Linked DNA regions of Sus scrofa: regions 2 and 3 are each linked to region 1. Evidence: chromatin contacts called from public Hi-C and HiChIP or PLAC-seq data. All regions are on one chromosome and are shown on one strand. The core of a region is the stretch at or near the end of the contact, and the rest is flanking DNA. Distances in the headings are between cores, read along the strand shown.

Evidence for each region. Hi-C and Micro-C count contacts between places; a contact is called where the count stands out from the background. HiChIP or PLAC-seq counts read pairs in DNA pulled down with a chosen protein or histone mark.
Region 2: a contact with region 1 is called in a Hi-C map of fetal skeletal muscle, with 1.6 times the contacts expected there. The contact joins two enhancer-like sites. A contact is called at or near these places in 2 of 47 Hi-C or Micro-C datasets (embryonic fibroblasts and fetal skeletal muscle).
Region 3: a contact with region 1 is called in an H3K27ac HiChIP or PLAC-seq map of skeletal muscle, with 4 times the contacts expected there. The contact joins two enhancer-like sites. A contact is called at or near these places in 1 of 47 Hi-C or Micro-C datasets (embryonic fibroblasts) and 1 of 2 datasets of contacts at active chromatin or transcription factors (skeletal muscle).

What each region holds. Positions count from the first base shown.
Region 1 is chr2:97,001,417-97,006,102 of Sscrofa11.1, forward strand. The region is part of intron 4 of LOC110259422 (a long non-coding RNA gene); the gene reads right to left. Among named protein-coding and RNA genes, the nearest start is that of CETN3, 590 kb to the right of the region's middle. Within about 2 kb of position 1,870, at least 5 of the 83 cell types and tissues checked have an H3K27ac peak or open chromatin away from gene starts, as enhancers often do. A contact at or near this core is called in fetal skeletal muscle and skeletal muscle, where this site is marked.
Region 2 is chr2:96,544,547-96,549,232 of Sscrofa11.1, forward strand. All of the region lies in intron 5 of LOC102159394 (a long non-coding RNA gene), which reads left to right. Among named protein-coding and RNA genes, the nearest start is that of MEF2C, 330 kb to the left of the region's middle. Within about 2 kb of position 2,380, at least 3 of the 83 cell types and tissues checked have an H3K27ac peak or open chromatin away from gene starts, as enhancers often do. A contact at or near this core is called in fetal skeletal muscle, where this site is marked.
Region 3 is chr2:96,643,550-96,648,235 of Sscrofa11.1, forward strand. No RefSeq gene overlaps it. Among named protein-coding and RNA genes, the nearest start is that of MEF2C, 430 kb to the left of the region's middle. Within about 2 kb of position 2,047, at least 16 of the 83 cell types and tissues checked have an H3K27ac peak or open chromatin away from gene starts, as enhancers often do. A contact at or near this core is called in skeletal muscle, where this site is marked.

The sequences.
Region 1 (4,686 bases), core at 620-3,119:
ATAATTTTTACTTATAATAAACACATGTAAATTTATTTTACACATTATAAGTGAACTGGAAAATAGGTACATACAGAAGGAAAATTGAGTCAGACATACCTAATTATAAACTTAACTGAGTCTTTGAGTCACTAATGCCACTTCAAGGCATTTATCCAGCATTTATATATATATCCATAAACAAGAAATAAGAAATAATGATGTTTTTTGCATCATAGAAAAAAAGTCTGAAAAAAATCTCTAAACGTCAAGCAGTCATAGATGGGTTAAATCAAATTCAAGCTACCCATAAATGAAATACTCTGCAGCTGTAAATAGCAAGATAAGCCATGGAACTGATAATGAAAATACCACTAAAATAAAATATTAAAAATAAATATTTTGTGTCTGCATGTATACGTAAATATTTTTTGAAATATCCGCAAAAGACTCTAACTCGAAAACTGGGAGTACAGAGCAAGGATGGGAGGAAGGATCATTTTTCACATTACAAAACCTTCACAGTTTGGAATTTTTTGCACATATACATCACTTTTTAAGTTAAAAAATTAAAAACTATAGGTTAAAATAAGCATTAGTCTCTTTATAAACTTCCTATTTTCATTATTTGGCAGTGACCAATAAATTTGACAGAAGTAGTACAAGTTTGATAAGATTTCATGTCATAATTTCCCACCTTAATATTTGCCGGCTAAAGGCAAAAATAAATCTGGAGGTCAAGGAAAGGCAAAGAGATGTTCAATGATCATGGTAATCTTTCTAAATTCTAATAATGCAACTGCATAAAGATACATATATATAAATGAACTTATAAGAACTTAGTAGCATGTGTGTGATTTAGAGGAAACAGTGTAGGAATTATATTTAGATAATCTTGGTTTGAAGATGTTGTACCACTTATTTGGGCAAGTTATTCAATCTTAACAGCCTCAACTGAGTGACAAAATAGAGATGGGTAACAAGTTTATAACATGGTTGTGAGGATTAAATTATGACACATTAATGTTGAATAGATTCCAGGATTTTAGTGTGACGGAATGACTATATGAGAGAGATTATCTTTGTGGTATTGTCTGCAATAGCATCTTCAGGCCAGAAAATGATTAGAGGTCCCAACAGATCCAAAGTAAATTCTAAAAAGCTATAAAATCAAGAGAATGGAAACCACATGCAACTTAATAGGGTCTCAATTCACTAAGCGACTCCTGACCAATGTGAAAATCTCACAGAGACATGTGGGTTATATTCAGCTGGATGGGTTTTGAATGCTTTTTAAATACTCTTTAATTTGTTGTTGTTTTTAATGAGCTGATTGAGAATGTCTCTGGTCTGCTAAAGGAGCATTTTATTTGTTTCTTCATGCTTTCTCTTTTCTTCTAATTTTCCTCTCTCTGTTTTCTGCCTCTTCTTCCATTACATAAATAGATAGGCCCATGCCATATGTGTAATTTGCTTCAATTTCACTCTTTATCCCCTCATAGAAAGCTGTTTTAAATGGACTATACCAACAAAACTAGAGGTGCTAACTAGATCAAATGGTTAATTCTGAAATTTTCTGAAGCCTTTCTGTAACGTTTATATTGGCTTTTTTATTTAGTTTCTAGGAAAATTTTTATCATTGTAACAGTTAATTCAAATCCCAGCAAGACCTGGTAAGCAAATAATTTGCCAAGTTTTAACTCGAAGTACTCCTTAGCCTTTACCAAAAGAAGGACCAATTTGAGGTGTATTTCTATAATGGGTGAGCCTTCTGTCTGAGTATTCCATTACCTCATTCATTTTAAAGTCAATTTAGAACTCATGGACAGTGCCAAATTTACAGCCCTGAGTCCAGACTCCCTTTTTTAGTCTACAGAGCAGGCACTGCATAAGTTATCTTGCTGCAAGCCTTCTGAGCTAGCCCCACTCCATCATATCCTTATTCCTGAGGGGACACAGGGGTTTCAGATTCTTGGTCTATCCAATAATGTAAGTACCATTAAAGATCAGCAAATCTAGCTTGCAACCTCAACTTCCTATCTGATGGGATATTAGTGTATCACTAACAAAATGGATTGGCAAAGGCAACCAGGCTCTAAAATGCCCAAGATTCAAGCCACTGAATCCTTTTACATCCACTCTATGATTACAAATTAGTAATCAGGAAGTATACAAAATATTTAATTTTTTTAGATGTTCTAAAGAGCTATTCCCTGAGAAACTTGGACCACTAAATGAGCAGAATCTTGGTTCAAGAAATTACAGATTAGACCATCTTCTCGAAGAAGAAATGATGTCAGGGTTGTTTAGGGAGTTAAGACTATTTGTGTGTGCATACTCCATCTATAATTAGCATTTTCTAAGGGATGGGCTAAAGCATTGCTAGTGTAGGATTACCTGTGCTATTTCACAGTATCACTGCTATTGTAGGGTTGGTTACATCATTCTGTCAAATGTCCTGATGCCTGAGGGAACAGAGAGCTTTGGCCCCACCCGAAGGCTTGCTTTTCCTCACACAAGTCCTGACCTTTGTTGTCATGCCTTTTTCCTATAGTTTCTTCTGCCTGAAAATATTCAAGTTCCCTCTAGGTGTCCAATGTGAACTTTGCAGGGATATCAGGTGGGTGATATCTGGAACGCTGTGCTTTTGGAAATAGTTAAAACTATGTCCAAGGGGAAGTTCAAAATTGGGAAAGACATCTATTTTTCAAGTGTAGGAACAAGCAACTGAAAACTAGGTCAAGGGATCTGAGATTTAAGAAGGGAGTAAACTCGAAGAGTCTAAGTAAGAACAAAGTTTTTTAAAAGGTGAAGTGTGTCCAGGGCTCATTTTTAACAGGATAGGACAGTGTAGTTCAAGGACGTATCAGTCTGCTTGGAAGTATAGAGTTAGAATAGACAAGTGTGCCTTCAATGTCTTTTCCACCTCCCGATGCTGTTTTCATTCCTTACAGCCCAATTCGAATATCATCTATCTGAAGCCTTCTGAAAGTCTCTTTCCTGACTCTCAAGAGAATGAATCATTCCCTCTTCTGAGCTCTCTCAAAACATACTCAAATTGCCTAGTTTGGAACCTATCATTTCAATATAGTTAGTTATAGATTTATCTTCCAAGTGGAGACTAGGCATGGTATTTCATTCCTCTTAATATTCCTAAAACCTAATGATTTCATAAGATGGATGCATAATTCAGATTAGATGAATTGAATTCAAATGTTACTTGCATCCTACATGAGATCAGGTTATGCATATAACAGGTCACAGAAGCTTTAATGAACCGGAATTTATTTCCTACTTGATTAATTCCACAAGCACCATAAAAGATGTTTTAGCATTCCCGTGGATTAGATGAGAAATTTGTGAACAAACTGGATACAAAAGAAAAAAAAATAGATAAAGCTAAACAAAAATGTTACTGGAATTATCCTGTGTATATGGATCAAATGAGGCAAGTTTCGAATAGAAGATAAATTTACTTTCTGCAGCTGACTCAAGGAAAAGCTGGTAGGATGATGGAGGAAGAAATAATTCCATTGAGCCACCTACTGTGGAAGAATATTAAATATCTATGATAATTGTGATACCAATAACTTTTTCAAATGCAAAGAATGGTATTTATATTACTGCAGTGGCATGCGTGAAACATTTGGATAATTTTAGTTCAAGGTTTTAATCTCTCTGATTTTCAGAGCTTTCACAATTGCAGTGCCCTGTCATGTTCGGGAAGGAGCGCTTATTCATAAGAAGCTGTATCTTCATTCTTTAGTCATTCGGAAAAATGGGTCATAGATCATGTCATGTTGTCTGTAACCTAGTTAGAATTCTAGCAGGAGGGAAATTTCAAAACCATGATTTCATGTAGGAGCCTTTAAAAACTCATTAGCTGCTAATAATTATACTAATATCTAAAACACTTAAAATCATGGAGCTAATTTCTACAAAAGATAGGCAGTAAACGTGTTCTAGGGAAGTTTTCTCTTTCAACTCTCTGGGAACAAAAGAGAAGGCAGTTCAGGCCTCTAACGTGACACCCTATTTCAGATGCAGAAGAGAGAGTTTCACAGAAGCCTCGCATCGTGAGTTAGCGGATTCTAAAATGAAAAGCAAGAATATTAGAGCAACATCTCAAAATGTGACTCTGGGCACTGGAGAAGCCTCTCCACTTGTGATTGATTTGCATTTCTGCCTATGTCTGAATTCGTATTCCATAAGCACAGATGGAGGTGTGATATATTTTTTTTGAGCACATCTATTTATTCAGATACCGGATTCAGTCTCTGAGTAGAGAGATGGTAAAGGCTGCTGTGAGCAGATGGCACATAGGCACTATGACTTCAGAAACAACATTCTTTCAAGATAAGTGGCACAGTAATAATAATAATACTTAGCACATATATTGCACTTTTGGTCTGCCAACATTAACTAATTAATCTTCAGTAGACCCTTGTGAGATAAGTAAGTGCTTATAATTATCTCTATTATGCAGTCAAGTCAACTAAGAATGTGTCTGCACATACTGTGGGAGAATTGGCCCAAGTTAAGGACCGGGTGGATCCAATTTGCATGGCTCTTTAAGATTTCTGCTCTCATAGCAGAGACTAGTATTTCTAGACACCCTGCTGTTTGAGGCACCAAGTAGATTTGAAGCAGGATATCAACTGCAAGACATTTATTTCATTCAGAAGGTTTCTGCAGCAGGGATCCAAA
Region 2 (4,686 bases), core at 1,130-3,629, 460 kb before region 1:
GTGTAGTGGACATGAGTTCGCAGTGAAACTGATCTGATTCCCAGCCCCATATGTGGGACCAGATAGGTATATATTAGGATAATTTTGTCTCCTTGACAGAGTAATTGCTTCTAGAAACTTTGGCCTAAGGCAGTTAACAACTGGCATCACAAATACTGAGCCAGGGTGGGCAAAGACCTAAGCCGGTCCAATGATAACAAAGATCAGATTATAAGAGATTCTCTCTCTCTCCCTCCCCCTCCCTCTCTCCTGAGCGTTAACCAGAAAGCATGTGGCCCCAGTAGGATTGGCAGCCTTCTCCTTGCCACAAGGATGGCCAGGCTAGTAAAATGCCTGTCAGGTGAAGTGAACAGTTCAAGAGAGTCAGAAAGAAGCAGGTCTGCTCTGATGAAACTCTGTGGCTCTTCTAATCTCTGCACACTTTACTTGCACAGTCTCATTATTTTGGTTGTTTTGAGCTGGGCATCCCATCACTTGAAGCTAAAAGCCTCCTAAGAAGTTACTGAAATTATCTCTGACTCCATTTTCTCTCTCAGCCTCCTCAACTATTCAGGTACCTAAGGCATCTGATTATTTTTCCTCAATCCTTCCTTGTTTTGTCCCCTTCCCTTGGTTTCTACTGGCTTATTTTGGGTCCTTGTGTTTTCCTATCTATACTGTTGTACCAGCTTGCTAGTTGGTCTCTCTAATTTTAATATACCTAATTAAAAAGTTTTTCAGAGGTTCCCTACTGCTTCCAGGTTAATGCTTGAATTTCTCAAAAGTCATTAGGAAAGTTTAGTTCTCTTCTACTTTTAAAATTAATCTTGAAATCTAACATAAACTGCTCGGGTTGTCTGTAATATGTATTTTATTCTCTTTAGGCCTTTGTTTATCTTCTAAAATAACTCTGACCCTTTCTGATCAAACAACTCAGCTAAAATACACTTCTTTGGTAAAGTGTTTCTTAATTGCTTTTTTCCTTTTACTTCCTACATGGCTAGTTGCTCATTTTCAGCATTCTCACGGCACTTTACACATACACACATCAACACTTTCCACATTGTGTTGTAATGATTTGTTTATAGTTTGATCTCCCTCTGGACTGTCACTCATGAGGGACAGGTCTGGACAAAGACATTTTTCCCTCCCAATTCAGCCTAAGCCTCTACACATAGTACACATTTAATGTTTGCTGAATATGTGAATAAAGGACTGAATTAGTCTTTATGGTTATTGTTTCATAACATGCAGTCACAATACACACCCATATGTACTGTCCTGAAAATTAAGACAATACAAAAGGACGTGGTATCTAACGTCTTATATTTTACCGGTTATTCTTCATGGACTTTAAAACAACTGTACATAGAATAATTGCTGAGTAGGTCTCTTAAATTTAGATTCATTTTAAAAATTGTAATTTTCATTTTTTTTTTTCCAGAGAGACTTCTCTTAGTTCAGACTAAAGCAGGGCCAAAAAGACAGGAGAAGCTCTAAGTTCTACTTGTCTGTATTTACTTGGTCTAAAATAGCACTGGACTTTTGTTATATGAGGTTTTCATATGATTTGAGAAAAAAAGTTTTAACCTGCTGCTTTGTTTGAACAGTGATGGCAAAAACTAAAAATAACACAAGATTCCAAATGCGTGTATGGAAATTAAAACACAATTTTAGGCAATTGCTGTAAAAACTTCCACTCTCTTTATACACCTTAGACTTAGCCGGAGCCAGATCTGCCCACAAAGGAGACGTTTAACTGATAGGTCCTCTTTATGAAAGGCCTTTTCCAGGGGCCACATCTTGGGGGGTTTGGGGAAGGGAAGTGTGTGGTTCTGTCTAAATTTCATCCAGGACTTCTCTCCCCATCTGACCCTGGAAATTGCTGCAATTTTAGCTTCCTGTGGTAGGCAGTAAAAAAAAAAAAAAAAAAAAAAAAAAAAAATCAGAAATGGTAGAAATACACTTAACCAAGTACAGGGAGTTTCTAAGCTTCCTATACTAGAGCCAACTATGTATTCATAAGCAATACAACATAACACTGAATTTAACCAGGCATCCACCATAGTAATTCAAACTTCTCTCTGGATGAGCCTTAAAAATAGCTTATCATCAGGAGCTACTTTTGGTGAGATATATTTTTATTGTTCATTTTTTAAAATAAGAGAAGAAAATGACATTTATTGGTAGACTACTATTCAGAAAACATCTCTCCTAAGGAGATGTGTGAAATGAGGGGTTTTAGAACAACAGTGTGAATGGGAGGTATAGGGCAAGTCACGCCACTTGAATAGGTTGCCATAAAAAGAAAGGTCACAATGATTCAGCCAACTAAGTAGGCCCTCACTAAGAATACCACAGAGCTGCCTGTCGGACTAGGATGGCTTTGATGGAAAATGACAAATGAGATTGACAGGGGCATCTGAACCCTTGCAGCTGTTTCATTTCAGGCATTCTTCTCCAGGATGGCTACTGTGTGGATTTAAGAAGCTGCAGACAGTAGTCATTTAAGGAAATGGACACCAAGGCGAAATAATCTTAAAATGCAATCTGGAGTTAAGGGTTAGTGTGGCTAGAATGTGCGCATCCCAGCCATTCACTGCCTTAGTCCCTATCCTCTCTACTGATTTTCCTTACACCCTTCACTGGTCTGGTTCACCCTTACCTGCACCTAAAGGTAGTTTCCTAAGTACAGGTTATTTGAATGTTTTACCTTCTAAAAATCCCACACCGATGTAATATAATATATTAACCATAGGCATTGGAATAAAAACGTTTTTAATCCCATGGCTCCGCCCTTCAAATTTTGTGGCTGTGGGCAAATTCCTTACCTGTAAAATGGGAATAAAATAATGCACAATTTACAGAATTATTATAAGACATACTTGATAATGTATCTAAATAACTAGGCACAATTTGAATTCTTAATTCACTAATATTATGACAACTAATATTATGTTGGTTTTCAAACTTTATTTAGCAGTTAACCTTTTTATTTAAAAACAATCTTAGATTGTTCTATATGTGTATATACACACATATGTACATATATACACATGTACATATATATATACACATATAAACAATAGTTTAAAGTGGTATATTATTTTAATAAGTATATTTTGTAATTTCAAATCAAATTATTTTGAAAGTGAGCGAGGAAAAAAAGTAAGCTATGATGAAAAAAAAATTGGGTAAAAATAGCAATAATAACAAAACAGTTGTTGGGGATGTGCAATGCACCAAGGCTGGATTATCTCTTTAGATCTCCATACAGTCTTCAAATGCAGTTACTGTTAACACCATCCTTCCCATTTTACAGAAAAGGAAATGGGACCAAGACAACCAAATTCATTTCTCTAGATCCCATAGTGAACTAGGGTGTCCTGATTCCAATCAAATACTGTACAACTAGAGCCTGCATCCTCAGTATCTCATTGCTTCTATAGTCAAACACTATTTTACATTTTGTTTTATGTTCAGAGTATTGATAATCTTGACATAGGGATAAGTAGTGGCAAATTGTCCAAATTTAAATAGTTTCCATGAAATCTCTGAAGACTGCTTAATTATATTAATGCATAAAATTTAGAGGAGATTATTAGGGTATTTCCTTTTTAAAGTTAAATCACTGCAATTTCTAATGACTTTTCACCTCCCTTAAATGGTAAAGGCTAAATTTGCATGAATTGGCATATGGGTTTAATGGGCTTACTAGCAAATCATTAAGTCATTAGTTCATCCAAAACTGTGTTTTGAACATATGTTAGGTGATAAGTCAATTTAAATCTTTATTACTTGATGAAAAATTATTTTCAATAAATTGAAGTATAATGTTCCTTTAAATGAAATTACTACATTGTTTACTAAATATGTCCAAAGGTAAAGCTGTAGTTTTTTATTACTAGCATTCTGTATGAATCTTAAGCATAGTAATAGGGTGACTCTTCATTACTTGAGTTCATTATAATTTGAGAGATATTTAGCTACTGGGCATTTGATCCAGGGAAATTTAGAGAGTAAGTTTTTAAAAATTTCATGTAATATATTTAAACCATTAGTGATCATGGAGCAGCTAGTAAACCTCTATATTAAACACTAAAGTTTAGAATTCAGTGCCCAAATCATTACACATAACACAGGAAAACTTGTCTCAATAAAATTTACAGTTTTTATAACAAGATCCTACAATGTCTGCAAAATACTGGCAATTATGTTCTAATGAAAAAGAAAATAATGTGCATATTTTATAAGCAAGTCACTGAAGAGAGAATGTATCCCAGTTTGTGAAAATGTTTTTTTCCTTAGATACACACTGGCATTGATGTATCAGGAATATCCATTTCTGTGTGTGTATATATGTATGTGTCTGTCTGTCTGTCTGTCTATCCTGTCTCTTACCTGAGTTGGAGTTTTGTGTCTGTTAGCCCTGATTTATGTTCTACTACTTTGAGTTATTTTTTTATACCCTTGTTCTGTTATACATATTCATAAAATTAGCTTTTGCTGCCTTTTATTTTCTCATTCTAGTAACCCTTGAATACCTGTTATAAGTGATTCTCAAAATGGAATACCTACAAGAATCATCTGAGGAACTTGTAAAACGTGTTGATGTCCAGATCCCATCTACAGAAATTCTGACTCTGCAGGATTGGGCTTGAACCCCAGAATCTGCATTTTCCAAATGTGCTCCTTTGATTCTGATGT
Region 3 (4,686 bases), core at 797-3,296, 360 kb before region 1:
AATGTGTTTAATTCATAAAATCCTAATGCATAAATATGGATATATTGTGGAGAGTGGTTAAAAAATTTAGCATTTCAGGTGACCCAGAGTCCACTTCTAGAATAAGTTCTCAAGTCCTCAGTGTAACAACCAAGGCCTTTGTAATATTACTCCAATCCACTTTCTTCCATCGCTTCCCCACCTACTTACACTGAATTGATATCCTGGATGCCACTTATTTGCATGCTATATTCTACTCTCTTGCTTAGATAGTCTTGTTCTTTTTGTTCTTGCTCCTCAAGACTTTCTGTCTTATTTCTGCTTACCACATGACTCCCATTTTAAACTATTGCCAATTTATACAGCGCCATGAAATTTTTACTGATAATTCATCTAAAAATGATTCCTGCTTCCTTTGAAATCCCATAATATTTAATCATGTTTGGAATTTATATCCTACATTATATTGGAATTATCTGATTTTATGTTTTACACACTCATTCAATAAATATGTAATAAGTACCTACTGTGTGCCAGCAATGAGCAAGTATACCTCTGCTTTAATAGAAATTTTTATTTCTTTGGTGAAATTTATTTCCCAAAGAGTAAGTTTATATTTATGTATCTTTGCAGTTGTATCCACTTCAGAGCAAACAGGATGCCTTGAGTTTGACAGTCAATAAACAAAAATTGGTGAATATGTGAAATTATATTATTTATCCATTACATTAAAAACTTCCATATTGTTAATCTTTCCAAGCAACTATACTTCTTCCTACTTTTCTCTATATGTAACACGTCTGGATTAAAACAATAGAAGAATTTATCTTCTGAAATAAATATAAGCTGAGTTAATCTATATATGTATCTGTGTATATCTGTACATATCCAAAGGAGAAATATGGTAATAAATGAAAGTGCAATGAAATATATACATTTAAAAGGAAGGCAGTATCAGAATTATTATTTTACTTTGTCTTATGTAAGTAAATCAGGCAGAAATTCCTTCAATATTTCAGTAATCTCTGCTTTCCCCTTTATGATGTATCTATACACTGAGTGAGGCTCATTGATTCCTCCATCATGGCTGATTCCCATGAATGCCCAATAGAAAGAAAAAGAATAGAAAGGAGAAGTAGATACAACACATTTTGCTTAGGTCTGCTAGCAGATTTCCATGATGTCAGCCTAGTTTTTTTTTGTTGTTGTTGTTCTAAAGCAGAGGCTCATGGGCTTCCTTCTGTTTCTTTACATCAGTTCTCAGTCATGATTCTGAGGGTCCTCCAAATACAAAGAGTGTCAGATTACCTAGTTCTGGCTATAAAGCACATTTTTGAAGACAGGGTTTTATGTCTTTATTTTTCTTTGCAGTGGATAGGTGGTTCTAAGTTGCAGTCTGACTGAGCTCCTGAAAACAGTACTGAGAAGCTTGTCTATAAATAAGTAGTTTTGTTTACAGGAACTTACTGGGGAACTGGACTTGTACCACCTGCCATTTGGGCAGTGTTGAGAAGTAAGAGGAAGGGGTTTCAGTCCTCTCAGATAATTTAAATCAACCAATCTACCTCCCTGTAGGCTAGCTTCTCTTTATCTTTGTCTCAATCTGGATACAGACACCCTTTCTGTCATTAATGCACCTTAGAGTTATTTGACTTTTTTTTTTTTCCCGATGATACCTGGCCCTTTCATCTATAAGCTTTCTAAGAATGCATTTCCTTCACCTAATGTGTCAGCTAAAAGAGAATTAGGTAGGATGAGAACCATATGAAAATAAACTGCCTAGAATTATGAAAATAAATATCTTCAAAGTTTTATACTTATCCCCAAATCCTTAATTTAAGCCAGTTAAGAGATTTCAATTCTGTGGGCTAGTGGCAAACTGGAGTCCATATGGAGTTTCTCAATTGGTCTTCTGAGTAGGTGGGATATAAATATCATGGCAGCATTTCTGTTGTGTCCCTTCCCTGGTCAGAGATGCTATCTTTTCTCTCTGGTTGGCCCTATGCATGGTGTGTCATGACAGAAATCATTGGCGAGTTTTGTTTCATGAGGTGACGACACTTAGCTAGCAAGTGACTGAAGCCAGATGTTGTTTCCTAAGGTGTGTTTTGTAAACCTAAATGCCACCAGACGAGGGAGGATATTCTGTCTAATTTAAGGCTCACCAAAAGCTTGCTATTTATTAAGGCAAATAAGAAATGAGTAGACAAAGTTTTCTGTGCATTCTATAAAACCTGAAGTAACATGAGGTAATAGGAAGAAAGTCTAGGGAATAAAAACCTTTCATTCTCTCCAAATTTTTACCCTTCTGGCCCACACTTACCAGTGTCATAGCCCACGCTGACTCTGATGGCTGGGAACATCTGTAAGATGAAAAACTAGTACTGTATTCTGAGTCACATGTTCTATTTTTATTTTAAAGTCCTATTTAGAGCTTGGCTACTATTAGGCTTGTCCTGATTTTCCTTAGTTACTGTGATTTAGTCTGTTGATTATTTGCAAAATGCACGTTAACAATCAGAGTGGTTTAATGGATGCCTAGGGTTAGAAGAATAAAGAAATTGATAGCTTACAGGACAAAAGTTAAATAACCTTAACAAGTACAGTACATTTCTTTAATTAGGAAAAGACAGAATTTATTTTCTTTCTTAAAAGTGGAAGAGACTTGTTCTGAAACTTTCAGAGGAAGCCATCTATCAATGAAAACAACAGAAGAATTGAAGCGGAGACTTATACACTGCTCTGCTCACAGCTCTGTTTTCATTAGCAATTATAAGGAAGTAGATCCGGAAATAGAGATGCATGATACCGAGACATCAGTACAGTAACCAGTACTTTCAGACATCACCACAAAAACATACACTCAGGATTTCACAACCCTCTCACATTGGCAATGTCACAACACTGCTTCAGGCAAGGTTTTCATCTCCTTTTTGGGTAAAGCAGGGTTCCTTTTTTTCCCTCACACCAAGTCCTATAAATCACTTTTCTTGAAGGGCAAACTAAAGTTTCTTGGTTTCAAAATCATACTTGTCCTGAGGAGGAAGATCCTGCTCATGCCATTAGAAAGTCAGCTTAATGTGTTTGATTACTTTCAGAGAGTGATTGGGGCGTCATTCTCTGGCAAAGGATTTGAGTCAGTTCAAATATGGAAAGCCTTGAAAACACAATCTAAACTGTCTTATTGATAACACAATTTACATCACTCTTTACTCTGTATTTCTTGCTGTTTAAAAAGTATCTTCAGTCTCTGGTGTTAACACTGTATTCGCTAAGGTTAGCCAGTCCCGTCACATGAAAGAGCTCTTCTTGTCAATATATTCTTCTTACTTTTCTTACTGTAAAACTCTCATGAGACACCCCTCTCCTCCCGAGGTTAGTAAATACCAAGTGAAATGGAAAATGAATACATTCAGTAGTTTGAAGTAAAAAAAAAAAAAAAAAAAAAATCCTAAGACACACTCCAAACTTTCACCTTGAATATTCAGTGGGTTTTATTTTTATACTTGAATTATATGAGTAATAGCTTGAGTGCAGCCCCAGTGAAGTGAAAGGGCAAAAAAAGTGGTCATTTTTATTTCTGTCTACTAGTAGAATTTTAAAGGAAATCACCACTACGCAAGCTGCTTCTGAAATTAAAGACATTGCCTTATACATGAATGGCCAGGTTTGGAGCACTGGGCACCCACTCTGCAGCTCTGTGGAGTGGTGAAGGTCAATAAGAGGAAAAAGTCATCACGAGAGGAAAAAAAGACCCTAGAGCTACATATGACCAATTCTGGCAATAGAGCCTGAACAGTGACTCTGCAGAGTCACTGCCACAGAAGCACAGTGGTAATACTGGGATTTATTTTAGGCCAATTCCTCAATTCATGAGGAGAAAAGAAAGCCTATGAAAGGTTAAAGTGTTCCACCTCTAATTCTTACTACATAACAAGCTGCATGGTCCTCAGGAGAAATCCACTCATTGTCTTATTTATTTCCCCATTCTATTTATATGTTGGTGATAATATCAGAAAAATACTTAAAAATGTAAAGCATCATGACAATACGTATTACATAGGTGGTACTGGAGGTATGTTTTCAAAAAATTCCATTTAAAAGAACTATGATTCTCATATTAAATAAAGGATACAAAAATATCTAGAACATGTTGCAGTAGTGAAGATTTTAATCTGATAAAAATTTTCTTTTTTTACATCATTATATTCCCTAAGAAAATCAGTAAAAATATTGATTTTATTACCTTTTTCTGTAAACAAATGGATCATTAATTCCTGAACAAAAGCTCAGAGCAAGTTTCAAGTCTAGAGCTAATTTCCAGAGCAAGCTACAGTTATTCTAATTTTTGGATTTTTAATTGTTGATTTACCTGTGATGGAATACAGCATGTAGTGGTAGGATAGAGGACACAAATAATTATAGGTAGGTTCCCTTATGTTTGAAAGAGATTCATTCCTTAGGAGTTAGTTGAAAGAATGTGTTTTCTTTGCTCTGGCATCTTTTCCAGGAATGTTACTAGTCCAATTTGAGAGAGGATAAGCTTGGTTGCCACACAGAGTCACAAACCTCAGAGAAAACTGAGAATTATATGAAATATATATGTAATCCTCTGCAAGTGTTATTTAACCATGCCAAAAAATAGAAAGTGTACTTAGCACATTATGGTAAGGTCCTTCTCTGCCTTTTTTTTTTTTTTTTTTAACC